Regions from separate parts of the Mus musculus genome. Here regions 1, 2, 3 and 4 are each linked to region 5. The links are chromatin contacts, called in public HiChIP or PLAC-seq and promoter capture Hi-C maps. All regions are on one chromosome and are shown on one strand. The core of a region is the stretch at or near the end of the contact, and the rest is flanking DNA. Distances in the headings are between cores, read along the strand shown. Region 1 holds the start of Bicdl1 (BICD family like cargo adaptor 1). Region 2 holds the start of Rab35 (RAB35, member RAS oncogene family). Region 3 holds the start of Sgsm1 (small G protein signaling modulator 1). Region 4 holds the start of 4833439F03Rik (RIKEN cDNA 4833439F03 gene). Region 5 holds the start of Fam222a (family with sequence similarity 222, member A).

What was found. Promoter capture Hi-C pulls out the DNA fragments that hold promoters and counts their contacts. HiChIP or PLAC-seq counts read pairs in DNA pulled down with a chosen protein or histone mark.
Region 1: a contact with region 5 is called in an HNF4G HiChIP or PLAC-seq map of pancreatic cancer cells. The contact joins the promoter of Bicdl1 here to the promoter of Fam222a in region 5. A contact is called at or near these places in 1 of 484 Hi-C or Micro-C datasets (embryonic stem cells) and 1 of 115 datasets of contacts at active chromatin or transcription factors (pancreatic cancer cells).
Region 2: an HNF4G HiChIP or PLAC-seq map of pancreatic cancer cells shows a contact between it and region 5. The contact joins the promoter of Rab35 here to the promoter of Fam222a in region 5. A contact is called at or near these places in 1 of 39 promoter capture datasets (pre-B cells), 1 of 484 Hi-C or Micro-C datasets (CD4 T cells) and 1 of 115 datasets of contacts at active chromatin or transcription factors (pancreatic cancer cells).
Region 3: a promoter capture Hi-C map of hippocampal neurons shows a contact between it and region 5, with 2.9 times the contacts expected there. The contact joins the promoter of Sgsm1 here to the promoter of Fam222a in region 5.
Region 4: a promoter capture Hi-C map of liver shows a contact between it and region 5, with 4 times the contacts expected there. The contact joins the promoter of 4833439F03Rik here to the promoter of Fam222a in region 5.

Annotation. Positions count from the first base shown.
Region 1 is chr5:115,730,301-115,733,000 of GRCm38.p6, reverse strand. Bicdl1 (BICD family like cargo adaptor 1) reads left to right here and starts at 1,380. Exons shown (of 9, transcript NM_001080808.2): 1 at 1,380-1,879. The coding sequence starts at 1,442.
Region 2 is chr5:115,630,595-115,633,294 of GRCm38.p6, reverse strand. Rab35 (RAB35, member RAS oncogene family) reads right to left here and starts at 1,308. Exons shown (of 6, transcript NM_198163.1): 1 at 1,097-1,308. The coding sequence starts at 1,148. It overlaps 1110006O24Rik (RIKEN cDNA 1110006O24 gene), which reads left to right and starts at 1,479. Exons shown (of 1, transcript NR_027810.1): 1 at 1,479-2,246.
Region 3 is chr5:113,309,361-113,312,060 of GRCm38.p6, reverse strand. It overlaps Sgsm1 (small G protein signaling modulator 1), which reads left to right and starts at 1,275. Exons shown (of 25, transcript NM_172718.3): 1 at 1,275-1,387; 2 at 1,470-1,513. The coding sequence starts at 1,369.
Region 4 is chr5:113,136,556-113,139,255 of GRCm38.p6, reverse strand. It overlaps 4833439F03Rik (RIKEN cDNA 4833439F03 gene), which reads right to left and starts at 1,444. Exons shown (of 3, transcript NR_166693.1): 1 at 1,279-1,444; 2 at 486-916. The region is part of intron 6 of 2900026A02Rik (RIKEN cDNA 2900026A02 gene); the gene reads left to right.
Region 5 is chr5:114,566,927-114,569,626 of GRCm38.p6, reverse strand. It overlaps Fam222a (family with sequence similarity 222, member A), which reads right to left and starts at 1,376. Exons shown (of 3, transcript NM_001004180.1): 1 at 1,203-1,376.

The DNA.
Region 1 (2,700 bases), core at 131-2,630, 1.2 Mb before region 5:
CTTGCAGGGGTTCAGATAGAAATCCCGCACTGCAAATGGCTCTCCGCCTGGCTCCCTGACTCACATAATTGTCCGCAGCCCCCTCGGACCACAGACCAGCTAGGATACCCCACCACAAGACCCAATCCAAATGGGGCTCCCGCCAGCTCCCCAAACCGAAGAGAGGCTGCGGGCTGGGGCCGCGGAGGCGAGGAAGAGGACGCGTGCCGCTGCAGAGCGCCATCAGGGGTGAGAGCGTGGGAGTCTGGAGGAGGAGGAGGCCACACCCAGAGGTGCGAGCGCGGGGGGCGTGGCCCCGGCGAAAACGAGGCAGGGGGCGTGGCCGAGCGCCAAGCTGAGGAGGAGTCGGAGAAGTGGTGGACGTAGAGCCGCACCCTTAGGTGAGCGCGCAGGGGGCGTGGCCACACCTAGAGCTGGGAACGAGGCTGAGGGCGTGGCTCCAGGCCGGGGGCGTGGCCGTCCCCACCCCCCCCCCCCACACACACACACGGGAGGGAGAGGCTCCGGCCTTTCAGGACGCGCTGAGCTTCCCCACGGGCGGCGCGCGCATCCGTCCCCGCGTCGCGTGAGGCCACGTCCGGGTTAGGCGGGCGCCACCTGGGCGCGGCCGAGGCGAGCGGAGCGTCGGCGAATCCCGCGCGGGCGCGGCGGCGAACAGGTGCCCGCGCGCGTCAGGCGCCGGCCCCCGGGGCGGGGAAGAGGGGCGCGGCCGGAAGCGCGGGGCGGGCGGGCGGAGGAGCGAGCCCGGCGGGCGAGCCGGGCGGGTTCCTCGGCCGGGTGAGCTGCGGGGCCGGGCAGGCAAGAAGGAAGGACTGCTCCGGGGCTGTGCGGCCAACGATGTCGAGCCGCCGCCTCGGCCCCTGCAGCAGCAGCAGCCGCCGTCGCCGCCGCTGCTGCCGCCGAGCCGGGGGACATGGAGCGCGGCTGCAAGGAGCGGCCGACGGCAGCAGCAGCAACGAGCGACGCAGCGACAGCGGAGCGCAGCCCTCCCCGTGAGGCGCCGGCCGGCCGGCGGCGGCGGCGACGGCGGCAGCAGAAGCAGCAGCGGCAGCAACAGGGCGGCTGAACCCCGGCCGCGGCGGCGATCCTTAGCGCGGCTTCTCCTCCCGCTCCGCACCCCGCCACCCCTCTTCAATCTCCCCTTCTGCCGCTCTTGCCCACCCCCGTCGTCCGCGTCCCGGGCGCGCGCCAGCAGCTGAGCCCCCCGGGGGCGGGGGCGCGTGTCGCCGGCGCGGGGGAGGGGCCGCCCGCCTGCCCGCCCGCGCGCGCCGCGCCCAGGGCTCGCGGGGACCCGGGGGGCGCGTGCCGCGGCGCAAGGCGAGGCGAAGCGCGGGGCGGCGCGGCGGGGCCCCTCCCCCGCCATCCCCATCCCCACCCCCCGCCTTGCAGCCTGGCGCGCGCCGGCCGGGCCGCACCGCTGCGGGCTCGGCGCGCGCGGGCCATGTCCGCCTTCTGCCTGGGCTTGGCCGGCCGAGCTTCAGCACCCGCCGAGCCGGACAGCGCCTGCTGCATGGAGCTGCCCGCTGGGGCCGGGGACGCAGTCCGGAGTCCCGCCACTGCTGCCGCCCTCGTCTCCTTCCCCGGAGGTCCCGGGGAACTGGAACTGGCCTTAGAGGAGGAGCTGGCGTTGCTGGCGGCCGGGGAGCGGTCGTCCGAGCCCGGCGAGCATCCTCAGGCGGAGCCGGAGTCTCCGGTTGAGGGGCACGGGCCGCCGCTGCCGCCGCCGCCTACCCAGGATCCCGAGCTGCTGTCGGTGATCCGCCAGAAGGAGAAGGATCTGGTGTTGGCGGCCCGACTAGGCAAGGCGCTGCTCGAGAGGAACCAGGACATGAGCCGGCAGTACGAGCAGATGCACAAGGAGCTGACGGACAAGCTAGAGGTGAGGACCTTCCGGCGGCATGGGTGGGGAGCTGGGGTGCCTGCCTGTCCTCCCCGTTTCCGTGCCTAGTCTACCTCGAAGAAGATCATCGAGAACGGGGAGGCAGGAGGGATAGTTTTCACCAGCATCAGCGCGTTCGTTGAGCCCACCTGCCTTTCCCACCCAGCTCGGATGTGAGTCCGTGCACGTCTCTCACCGTTGTGGGCCGTTCTATATATGTATTGTACACAGAGTCTAAAATAGAGCTTACAGTATGACTAATTTATACAGCACCAAGGCGATATCTGCACACAGAAATGAGAACATCGAGAAGCATTTAAAATATGCTTCAGGTGTTCGGAGAAGCAGTTAATCTCTAATCAGGGTGTTAGCCCAGAGCTTTCCAGTCCGGGCATTAAGGCCTCTGGATGCCCTTGTCTTAACTTTCTGGCAGAGAGTTGTGGGGAACAAGTGCCTCGAAAGGAGCTTTATATAGCTTTCAAATGCTTAGGGATTAGGGGATGTGGTTCCATTGCAGAAATCAGAGAAGGCAGGGCTCATCATGTGATTAGTTTGGGCTTCAGTAGCTATGTGTGTCTCAGTAGTACTTTCCTGTGTCCTGGGTCTTAGCATGTATGTTACTTTTAACCACTACTAAAAACATTTCCCCTCACCCACCCCTGTGGGAGGGTCGTTTCCTGGCAAAATGGTTCAGTGGGTAAGGTCACTTGCCCCAATTGGTTCCTCAGAACCCATGTGGGATGTCACTAGCAACGTGTCCTCCGGCCTACACACACACCCCAGTTAATAAATAATCCTAAGTACGTTTTCAAATGAGTAAT
Region 2 (2,700 bases), core at 59-2,558, 1.1 Mb before region 5:
AAACTTAGCTGCTCGCCAGCCTCCTTCCTAAAACATCACATATTCCTGGCACCTCAGCTAAGCTCCCCTAAACATCCTGGGCCTGCCTCCCTGAACTCACCATCACCCCACAGGACCTGGTCACCTGCCATACTCCAAACACCTCTAAAATGCTTCATCCTTGGCCAGAAACCAGTGTGACTCTCATTCACTGACCAAATGCATTTAAGCACTGGGTACCAGAAGCTGATCTATGAATCAGAGATGGCGCGGTACTGAAAGGTGTGTGGTGTGTGTGTGTTTGTGTACACAAAGCACTTAAAATATTGAATGAAGCACCCGGGTAAGAGAACAGCAAACACTGTCCACCTACTGTGTGCCAAACACTAGTCCCCTCATTAAGTGTGTGCTCACATCAGCCTTGGCAGGCAAATCTACCACTCCCATTCCACAGATGAGAACTGAACCTTGCTGAGACTTAGTAACAATTCTAAAGGAATGCGCTCATGGCTGTACCTGCCGCACCTCATCCAAGCGCACGGCAACCCGGAGACGGGTCCTGGAAATACCCCCATTTCACGGAGCGCTGAGTCTTCACAGGGCGACTCATGCTGCTAACACTGTGAGTTACTTAGAGGTTACTTTATGCCGGGTCAGGCGCTTTTCCCTACTTTCAGCTCACCGAATCATCCCACCGCTCAGCTTAACAAGTCCCCACTTCTCAGATGCAGGAACTGAGGCTCAAGGGAGGCGAGACAACTCGCCCAAGGTCACAGAGCGGCAAAAGCTTGCCTCCCCGGGACTCGAACCCGGCTCTCTCCAACTCCAGCGATCGCGCGACTTGACCAAGGTCACACGTGAGGCAGGAACGAGCGCCGGGGCCGTGCGTGCATCCCGCGCCCTCGGTGCCCCCCGCCCCGCCGAGGAGCCACCCCGGAGTCCCCTCGCTGCGGCCCCCCCGGGGCCTGCGACCCCGCCGAGCTCCGCGCCTCCCGCCCCGCGCGGGCCGCGCCTCCTCGCTCGCTCGCCCGCCCGCCCCGCTCGCCCGCCCGCCCCGAGGCCCCCGCGGGCCGCGCCCGGCAGGGCCCACACCGCCTCCGGCCCCTGCGGCCCTCACCGCTGTCGCCGATGATGAGCAGCTTGAAGAGGTGGTCGTAGTCCCGGGCCATGGCGGGCGGGGGCGGCGGGCGGGCGGGCGCGCGCGCGCGGGCGGGCAGGCGAGCTGGGCGGGCGGGGTCGGTCCTGGCCTCGCGATCCGCAGCTCCCTCCCGGCTGCTCCGGCAGCGGCGGATCCACTTCCCGAACAAACAGCCGGAACTGACAGAAACACCTCCCTCCGCTCCCCCACCTCCGCCTCCTCCTCCTCCTCCTCAGCAGCCGCCGCCGGTGCCGCCGCCTCCCTCCTTCCCGCCCCGCCCCGCCACTGCGCAGGCGCGGGGGCTGGAACCGCCTCTGCGCAGCCGCAGCCCCGGCCAGCCGCGCCCTCTCCGCGCACGCGCAGTGCGCTACGCTCGCCGGCCGAGGTCCGAGTGAGCTAGCGAGCGAGCGAGCGAGCGAGCGCCGTCGCTGCGGATCCCCGGGAGAACCGAACCGTTTAGCAGGGCCCGACGGAAGAGAGGTGACAACCGGCCGCAGGGCTGAAGCCTGGAGGTCAGCGCTGGGGAGGAAGTCGTCCCCCGAGCACCACGATCCCGGACGCCCGACCCCCTGGCGGAACGGGTAGCGGTTCCGGATTGGGATCCGTGGGGCGTATGCACCCTGCTCGCCAGCGCTTCTGCTCCTTCTGCCTCAGTTTTCCGGACGCAGCGCGGAGCCAGCCCCACGTTTTTTTCCAGTTGGAGCGGAAGCCCACCTGCCCGTCCCCGAGAGCTGTCGCTGCCATCGCCATCCTCCCTGCAGGTCTGCAGGGATTGCCCCATCCCTGTGGTTTTTTACTTTTTCCAGACAAGTTCTCAAGTATCCCAGGGTGGCTTCCTGACTCTCTCGAGTAGCCGAGGATAACCATATACTTCTGATCCCACCTGTACCTCCTGAGTCCTGTTTTAATGTGGTGCTGAGACTCGAACCCATGGCTTCGCAGATGCTAGGCAGACGCTTTTCGAGCTGAGCTCCACCCCCAGCCTCTTTGTCCCTGCTTCTTCTTGCCCTCCAGTGCTTTCCAGCCAAGCACCTGTTGGGGATACTGCCCACTCCTAATCTTTCCCCGTAAGAAGCAGTGCTAGTGTTTAAAACAAAACAACAACAAAATACAGACGCTTACTGAATTCAAAGTTGACATTAGTTTTCCTTTAAAGTTTCTTGGACAGCATGAAACACTTACTAGTCTAATGGATACATGTTTTCCCATACATTTCAGAGTATCTAAGCACCCATGTGCCTCTCGCAGTTCACCGGTATGCCGCCATCAATCATTTAACTGCCTCGTCACCACGTGGTACCCCCATCTGATGGTTGTACTATTCCTTAACAATTCCGCTGCTGGTAGATTTATGCAGTTCATAATTTTCTTGTTATTCAAGGTACTGCAGGTCCTTGAACAGCACACACAGTGTCTGATCTAGGCCTTGCTTGAACTCTTTATTTCCCTGAAGCAAGCCTGGTGATGTCAGATGAACACGAGCCTAGAATCATAAGATACTGGCTGAGGAGAGACGCTGGCTGTGTTGTGTTCTTGATTGAAAACTCCTGGGACTGGCCAGGTTCCTGCTATTCCTTTGATTG
Region 3 (2,700 bases), core at 26-2,525, 1.3 Mb after region 5:
GCTCATGGGGGGGGGGGGGGGGGCTGGAGGCTCGGTAAGTTTATGCAACCAGAGCTCCGGATGTAGTAAGTCCTCAATTATATTTGTCAAGTCCTTATTTCTCATTCTGTGGCATCCTGGAGACACTAAGCACACCTCACTGGAGAGAGTGGGGGAGGAGAGAGTGGGGGGGGGTATCGTGACAGAGACACCACTGCCACACACAAGAGGGGTTCTGGTATACACACACACACACACCAGAAGAGGTCATCAGATCTCATTACAGATGGTTGTGAGCCACCATGTGGTTGCTGGGATTTGAACTCAAGACCTCTGGAAGAGCACTCAGTTCTCTTAACCGCTGAACTGTATGGATTCCTCTTCCCCAAGCATTCCCCAGCCTCCTCCTTTCCCTTCTTGCTCAGAAAGAAAACTCAGCAAGATGCCCCTTGTTCCACAAGACAGCCCCGGTCACTGGTATCTCCCCTGCATCGACTCCACGTCCCTCTAGAACCTTCCAACCCTCTATCACTTGCTCAGATGGTTTACTGTCTACCATCTGAGTGCTGCGGCAATGTGTCCATCTCCTTTGCTTCAAACTCCCAACCCTGGGACTGAGAGATCCTGGCTGAACCCTGGTTCCCAGTATAGGGGGAGCAGCAAGTGAAGAAGAGGCAGGCTTCTTCCAGATGGGGAGTCAGTGTATCTGATTAGTCTGAAAAGGGAGAAAGGGAGAAGAGAGGAGGAGGAGTAAAAAGAGGAGGAAGAGGGGGAGGGGGAAGGGAAGGGGAGGAGGGGACGGAGGAAGGGGGTATATGAAACAGCAGCAGCTACCCCGTATGAAAGCTGGCCCTTTTTTTGTTTTGTTTTGTTTTGTTTTGTTTTTTTTGTCTTGTCTATGATGAGAATTACACATCAAATATCTCGCTTGATCATCAGCTCATTCTAGAACTTATACCCACTTTATACAGGATGAGTCTAGTTTTATTGTGGCGGCAGGGCCTGGCTATGTCGCCCAGGTTGAGTCCCCTGCCTCAGTCTCCCCACTGAGGAGTCGATAGGAGTGTGCCCCGTGCCTGGCTTTGCCTCGTTTCTAAATACGCGTGGATGGACACACGGGATGTGGAGCACGGTTCCGCATCTTAGGTCACCCTAGGCAACTTGGCAAGGCCTGTCGCTAACGCCTGGAGGAGGCTGGATGCGGATGCTCTGCTGTATGCTGTCCAGGAGGCGGCGCTGAGCTTTCGTGGGTGGGGTGGGCGGGATGTCAGGTTCTGACGTCTACATCCTGGGCTGTCATTCATCCCCTGCCGGTCCCGCCCCCTCGCGGCTGCAGCAGGGCGCGGAGCGGGGACGCGTCCGGGAACCGGGCACCGACCAGCTTGAGCCATGGCTTCGGTCCCTGCGGGTAAGCACGGGCGGGCAGCGGGAGGGCGGCCAGGCCCCGCGGCCTCGGTGCCGCTCACCGCGCTTCCCTGCTTGTCCCGCAGAGGCCGAGACCCGCCAGAGGCTGCTGCGCACTGTGAAGAAGGAGGTAGGGGCGGCCACCCCAGGGTGACAGGGCCACCGCGGGCTTCTGGCTGGCGGTGGCTGTGCATGGCTAACTAGGGCGGGGGCTGGGGAGGGGTCGCTGGAAAACGGGTGTTTCAGTGCGTGGGGCCCTCTGGGTGTAGGATCGGAAGGTGTCCAGGTGGGACCTCGCGGAGGGGCAGGTTCTCATTGCTGGGGGTAGAGTAGGGTGATGCGGGGCTCCTCATTAGAGATGCGGAATATCCCCGAGGAAGATCAGGTTTTGGGAGGGGACAGGTTCAATTTTGGAACATGAAGCTATCCCCCAACCCATGTCAGATACTCAGTCCTTGGAGCCACCTCTAGGTGCCAGGGACTTTGTGCAGGAGAGCCTGTGACCTGGGCCAGGGTCACAGAGCAGGTGCCCTCCACTGATACATGGGATCAGACAGGAGTGGCTGCCTGCCTCCCCCGGGATGAAGGAAGCAGCTGAGATCCTAGCCTTACCTCGGCGTTCACAGCCAGTGACCTCCCAGGGCCGTGGGAATTGGGAGAGTTTAGAAGGCTGAGGCGACGTTTAGATGTCTGTGGGCCTGTGGTGTAGATGTATGTTGCCCAGGACATGTGCATATATGTATGTGCACCTGCCTGGAAATACCTAAGGATGATCTATATATTGTGTCTGCTTGTGCGAGTCTACGAATGTGTATTTGTGTGAATGGGTAAGATTGAGTATGTATGTGGTGTGGCATTGCCCTCCCATTTTGGCTCCGCCCTATCCTTCAGTCACCCCCACCCCCCATTCCCGTCCCTGCTGCCTTGTCTTCATCCTGGGGTTCTTATCCCAAGTCCTTGCTTGGCTGTGAATCTGTGAGCCAGGCTGGAGTCTGTCCCTTGCTTCCTGAGCATGGAGGTGTGTGTATACCTGTGGGGTGTGTGTGCGTGTGTGCGCGCGCGCGTGTGTGTGTTAGGGGTGTCACTCAGGAGGGCCTCCCTTCCTGGTGGCAGCCACCTGGGCAGTTGGAGGCCCGGACCTGTCCCCGGTTCCTTCCTCCTCTTGGGGATCGTGGGTGTGTGCCTGTGTTTGTGTCTCTGTGTGTAGCACATTCCTTTTAAAGAACTAGCTCCGTGGATTGCTGCAGATTCTAGAATTTTCCTTCGAGGTGATATGTAAGATGGATAGAAGGGGGTCCCTCAGAAAGGCCTAGAAGT
Region 4 (2,700 bases), core at 195-2,694, 1.4 Mb after region 5:
CTCTTATCAGCCCCCACAAGCTCCAGCCCTTAAGGGTTAAGCACAGTGAGCTCATGTGATACTCGTTCATATGAATCATCCTTATGGCTCCTTGTGCCCAGCCTAGGAAAGGGGGCAGATGCTGTGCCCCCAAGTTGCCATGGCAACCCTGCTTGTACCAAAATGCAGGCACCTCAGCCCCAGACCCACCCTTGAGGGAAGCTCAGGGCAGGTCACCTGCGTCCTCCATCCTCGAGGAGAGGCAGCAGGGACTGCTGAGCGGATAAGAGGGGGAAGGAGCTTGGTGGGGGAGGCTTAGCTGCTTAGCTCCGCAAGGAGATGGAAGCCGAAGGGCGCTGCCGCTGCCGGGAGAGGGAGACAGACTGACAGCCAGCCACAGGTCCTCAGACTTCACCTGAAGCCCTGGAGGCTCGTGCGGCAGCGGCCCCTCCACCTCCCCGGGGCAGCCGCCTCCCACGTACATGCCCCCACACGCGCGCACTCACCCGCGTTCCTGCACGGTGCTGCCTGGGGTGGGTAAGCAGTCTGGCACATGAAGTCCCCGAGGGACAGCGAGCGAGCGAGTTGAGACTTAGGGGGAGAAAAAAAAACAAAACAAAAAAAAAAAAACTGGGGCTGACGCCAGCTCCCTGGGCGGCCACCTCCCGAGGCCCCTCCTGCATTCCTGGGCTGTGCACCCCTCGCCAAGACAGGGGGCTGATGTCATTCCGGGCTGCCGGGCCAGGGGACCCGGGCTGGGTGGCTGCCTCTCCGGAAGTGAGCGCGCTGCCTGCTGGGCGGCAGGTTCAGTCGGCTTCGGGTTTGGAGTCTCCAGCCTGAGGACTGGAGATCTGCCTAGTTCAGACGAGAAGAGCCTGGAGAGAGAGCTGGCCGGCGGCGGTGGGCGGTGGCTCCCAGGTGTGCATGGGAGTTCTCCCTGCATGGACGGAGGAAGTGAGTTGGGGGTGCCAGCCCCCTCGCCCAGTTCTTCACAGCCACCTGCCCCTTGACTTCATCAGGGTTGGCCCCAGGGACTAGAACTGGACGACCTGGTTGGTTGACTCTAGGCTCCTGCTGGTGACCCCCTGCTGACCCGTCCCGTCCCTGTTTCGTGACCCGCACGGATGCCTGTCGGGCGATGTTTACTTTACTTGCGCTGATGTTCTCTGCCGGGCTTCCCATCGGAGCCCAGAACTTCTCCCCAAGGACGGTCACCGACAGAAGGACCAGGACCCTGGCAGTGTCGGCCTCCTAACTGCCTCCGCCTGCCCCCTCCTCCAGGCTGGCCCTATGGAGTACCTGGGCGACAAGCTTTCAGTGGCCCAGACACACATGACTCAGTGGGTTGGCACGGTGAGGCGGTCCTTCCAGGAGGCTCTGCACTTGGTGACGGCCACGGTGGGCACCGAGCGGAGCGGGGAGTCCGCCGCTCGCACCCCGTTCAAGCGCACCTCCTCCTTCAGACACCTGGCCTCTCGGAGCCGAGAGTCCTTCCGCCGCTTCTCCGCACGCAGCCAACAGAGGTTCTCATCCCTCCGGAAGAGACAGCCAGACTCTGAGGCCCCTGATCTTGTAAGCTTGGGGATAGATGTGTGTGGTTTAAAATAGCAGGGCAACCCTGGGAAGGTCCCTTCCCTCGGACTCCTGAGAGGGGGCCAACTCGTAGAAGCCTCAGGGGAGGACTTTTCCTATCAGTGATGATGGCCTTGGGATACTGAGGGGGATGTAGGCTGGGTTGGCTGCTCTGCAGGTGCAGCACCCACTGCTTGAAGCTGGTGGGGAACGGACTCCGGGCTCCTTGTCTGTGAGCAGGGCTGTGTGGGGGTTGGGGGGGCACTGCTGTCCCCACGGCATGCCGGCATCTCTATTTTTAGGGAAGCTTACTTGACACCTGCTCTATCTCCTCTTGCCCTCCCAGGGTGACCAAGTGGTCTCATTGCCTGTGTGCTGATTTAAGGCGGTTGCCTGGTTGCCACTGTTCAAAAGTGAGACACTGAGTGACTTCCGAGGGGAGGAGCTGTAGGGGACTGGGTGGAAGGTGATGGCAGGTCCTGCCAGCCTGGGAGCTTGGACTTGTGTGAAGAGCCCGGCCATTGTGGAGCGCCCAGGCCCAGCTATTGGGTTCTATGCTGTGAGACCAGGGTAATCATAGCCAGTGAGTGTAATCTGGAGTGATATGAGGCGGGTCTGGAGACAGAACGGTGACCTCGTGGGCATGCGCAGCAAGGTGCGGGAAGTCTGGCTGGGAGAGAGAAGCAGGAAGAACACTTCCCTGCCCAACTCTTGGCAGATGGTTTCTGGGACCTCTAATGACTTCGGGGACACTAACGTCACCAACCAGAACGAAGCTTAGTTGCAGTGCCCAATGTCTTCAGATAGCTGGCCTCTGCCCTGGGCTGAGTTGTCCCAGTTTTCAGGGGCGTTCGAGGCCAGACATGGGTTCAGTTATCCCTTTTTGTCCCCAGAGCCAGTGTGGTTATGAGACAGTGTTGGGCAGGGGAATGCAGCTGTCCGCAGAGACCAGGGGACTCAGCAGGGCGCACACAGCCACTGAGCCACTAGGCAGGGGCTCACCCAGGCCAGAAGCCATGCTGTGAGGCTGATCAGGGGTGACTCCTTGTGTGGGAGTCTGCACTCCTTTGGGTCTTGAGTGCTCGCCCATTCTCCGCGAAGGAAGAGCTCGTTCTGTGTCAGCTTGTCTGTCTCCTCCTGCCCCGTTCC
Region 5 (2,700 bases), core at 127-2,626:
GGGCTGCTGCCAGAGTTCGGTGGGGAGAGGAGGGCTCTCAGCATCTCCACCTATCCCCCCTGGCCTGGTATTTGCTTAATGAGCATCTATTACACTGCTTGTCAAAGTCATCTTAAATGACAGAAGGGGAACAGCTAAGGCAGGAGTCCCAGCTGGACCATGGCCCCTTACCTTGAAGAGCAGGGGAGTTCCCTGAACTTACACAGACAGACAGACAGACAGACAGACAGACACACACACACACACCAGGAAGGTCCTGGCTCCCCTCTCTCTCTGGCTCAGGCAGGACATTCACCTTTTCAAGAGAAGCCTGTTTGAAGGCTGAAGCCCACATTTTTCTGGGGACCCTGGGAACTCCAGTTGCTGGCTGGGTACATGGTAGGGTTCATGGGGACCTCCTTTTAAGCATCCTGCTTAAAAGTAAGAGGTTGCTCTGTTTGGGAGTCTGGGAGACTCCAGACACTGCAGGAGACATAGGCAGAGTTCTGAACACCTGTCCTCAGGGGCAGGGACAGCTGGCACTGCCTGCCTCCCTCCCCCACCTCGAGTGGGGATTTAGGTCATAAGATTGCGGCCGGGGAGGACAGGGAGTTGGCCTTCACCTTCTACTACACCAAGGCATTCGGCCTTGGCCATTCTGGCTCCACTCAAAGCCAGCTGTGTTGTCACAATTCTGGTGACATCAAAGGTCGGGCAGTGATGTCACATGCAGCCCATTGGAACATGCTGTCTTTGTGAGTTATTTGTAACAATAGACACACAAATGTCTTGCCTGGAAAGACACCATCCTCAGACATGAAGTTTTGGGACTCCCTGTCTCTGAGCTCTGTCTCTTTAAGATCCCAAAGGTGGTTTTGTAGACCCCCTCCATGCTGGCCAACCCTGGCTGCCCCCAATCAATCTTTACAAAAGTACAAGATTCCCTAAGAATCTCCAGAGGACAGGGCCACCACCTTTGTTAGCTTCATGGGTGGGGTGCCTTTCCTCTGACAAATACCGATGTCAGTAGAATACCCACGAGGGTCCACAATCTCCACTCCAGCCAGTCCAAATAAGTTGTGTGGGCAGGACAAGGGTGGACAAGTAGCATTGCTGTCTCTGGGCACCCAACAACCTAGGGCCCTTTTAGGGCCAGTCCAGGTTGCCAGGTTGCGAGGAGCTGTCCCCAGCTCAAACCCAAAATTCTGCACCCCGCAACTCACCGTATCAGGCAGTCGGACGAAGGGCACCAAATCTCAGAGGCCACGACGCTCCGATCTGCGGGTTGCGGCCATGCAGGGGTGATAAAGATTGCTGGAGAAAGGCCCCCTTAGGGGGCCGATGTCTTTCTTCGTATGGAAAGGGGAGCCGTCGGTGAGGGCGATCCCTGCGTCCGGAAGCGCCGTCCGAAGTCGGAAAAAGGTTTTTTTTTCCCCCCTCTCAGTACCCGTCGCGTCCGCCTGGGACCCCGGCCGCTCGCGCGCTCAGGCGGCGCATCCTCGCAGGAGACTGTGCTCCATACGTCCGGCGGGAGGCGCTGCGCCTCCCTTCGGGGCCCGGCTCACCGCTGCAGCTCTGCCCGCGCCTCTCCCAGGGCGCCCTCTCCGTCCGCGCTGGGAGGCCGGCGGCCGCGGCCCCTCTCGCCAGCCCCAGCTGCAGCCTGTCTTTGTTGCTTCCTCTCGCTTGCCCTCCCGCCCTCGGCTTGCAGCTCCCGGCTTTGCTCAGAGGTGGAGAGTCCGTCTCCTCGGAGGGTTGCACGCACCTGCAGCGGCCCGGGCTCCTCGCCCGGCGTGCACCGGCCCCCGCAGGTTGCAGAGAGCAGCGCCGAGAATGAGCCGGCCCCTCCTCCTCCTGCTCCGAGCTCCGGGTGTGGGGGGAGGGGAAGCCGGCGAGCAGCGGCAGTGGCAGCCGCAGCGAGCGGCAGAGACTGGGATGTAGCCTCGCGGGCCTTGGCGCTGAGGACCAGCAGATCCAGCAGGCGCAGGGCAGACTCGGGGATGGAGAGCCGTGCACCCGGTATGGTGCTCGAGCGCCGCAGCAGCGGTCGGCGCACAGGTCTCTCCCGTGCCCGTGGCCCGGGACGGTTCGCGGGGCTCCCGGAGCCGCAACCTCGCGCTGCCCAGCACCCTCGCCTAGCCTCGGGCCCGGCTCTTCGCCCGGCCTGGCCGGCGCGCGCAGCCTCTTCGCAGAGCTGCCGGCCCGGCAATGCTGCCCGCTGCTCCGCTCCGGCACGACTGACAGGCGCGGGCGCCCGCTCCTGCCGCTGCGTCTCACCCCCGGTCCGCCCCCCGCGTTACGGCCCAATCAGCTGCAGCCGAGAGGCGGTTACCACGGTGACGCGGCGCCGCGTCCTCCGCGAGGCGGGGCTGGGGGCCGCCACGCGCGCTTTTCGCGGCAAAATTCAAAGGCCGGCAGGGCGGCTCTCCAACCTTTTTCCCCAAGCGGGGATGAGGCGGGTCCTGCTCCTAGAGGACTACAACTCCCGGCTTGCTGCGAGCCTAAAACAGGCGAAGGAGTCCCGATTGGAAGGGCAAGGCATGCTGGTTGTTGTAGTCCCTTTGTCGAAGACCTAAAGGGTTGAAAGCAGGTAATCCTATTCACTGAGTACCTGTTTGAGGGTAGGTACTATGCATTATTCCGTTTACTCTTGGAACAGGCCCTATGAGGAGTGTGTTAAAGATAGTAAAAATAGGTTGGGGTGACACCAAATGGTAAAGGGTG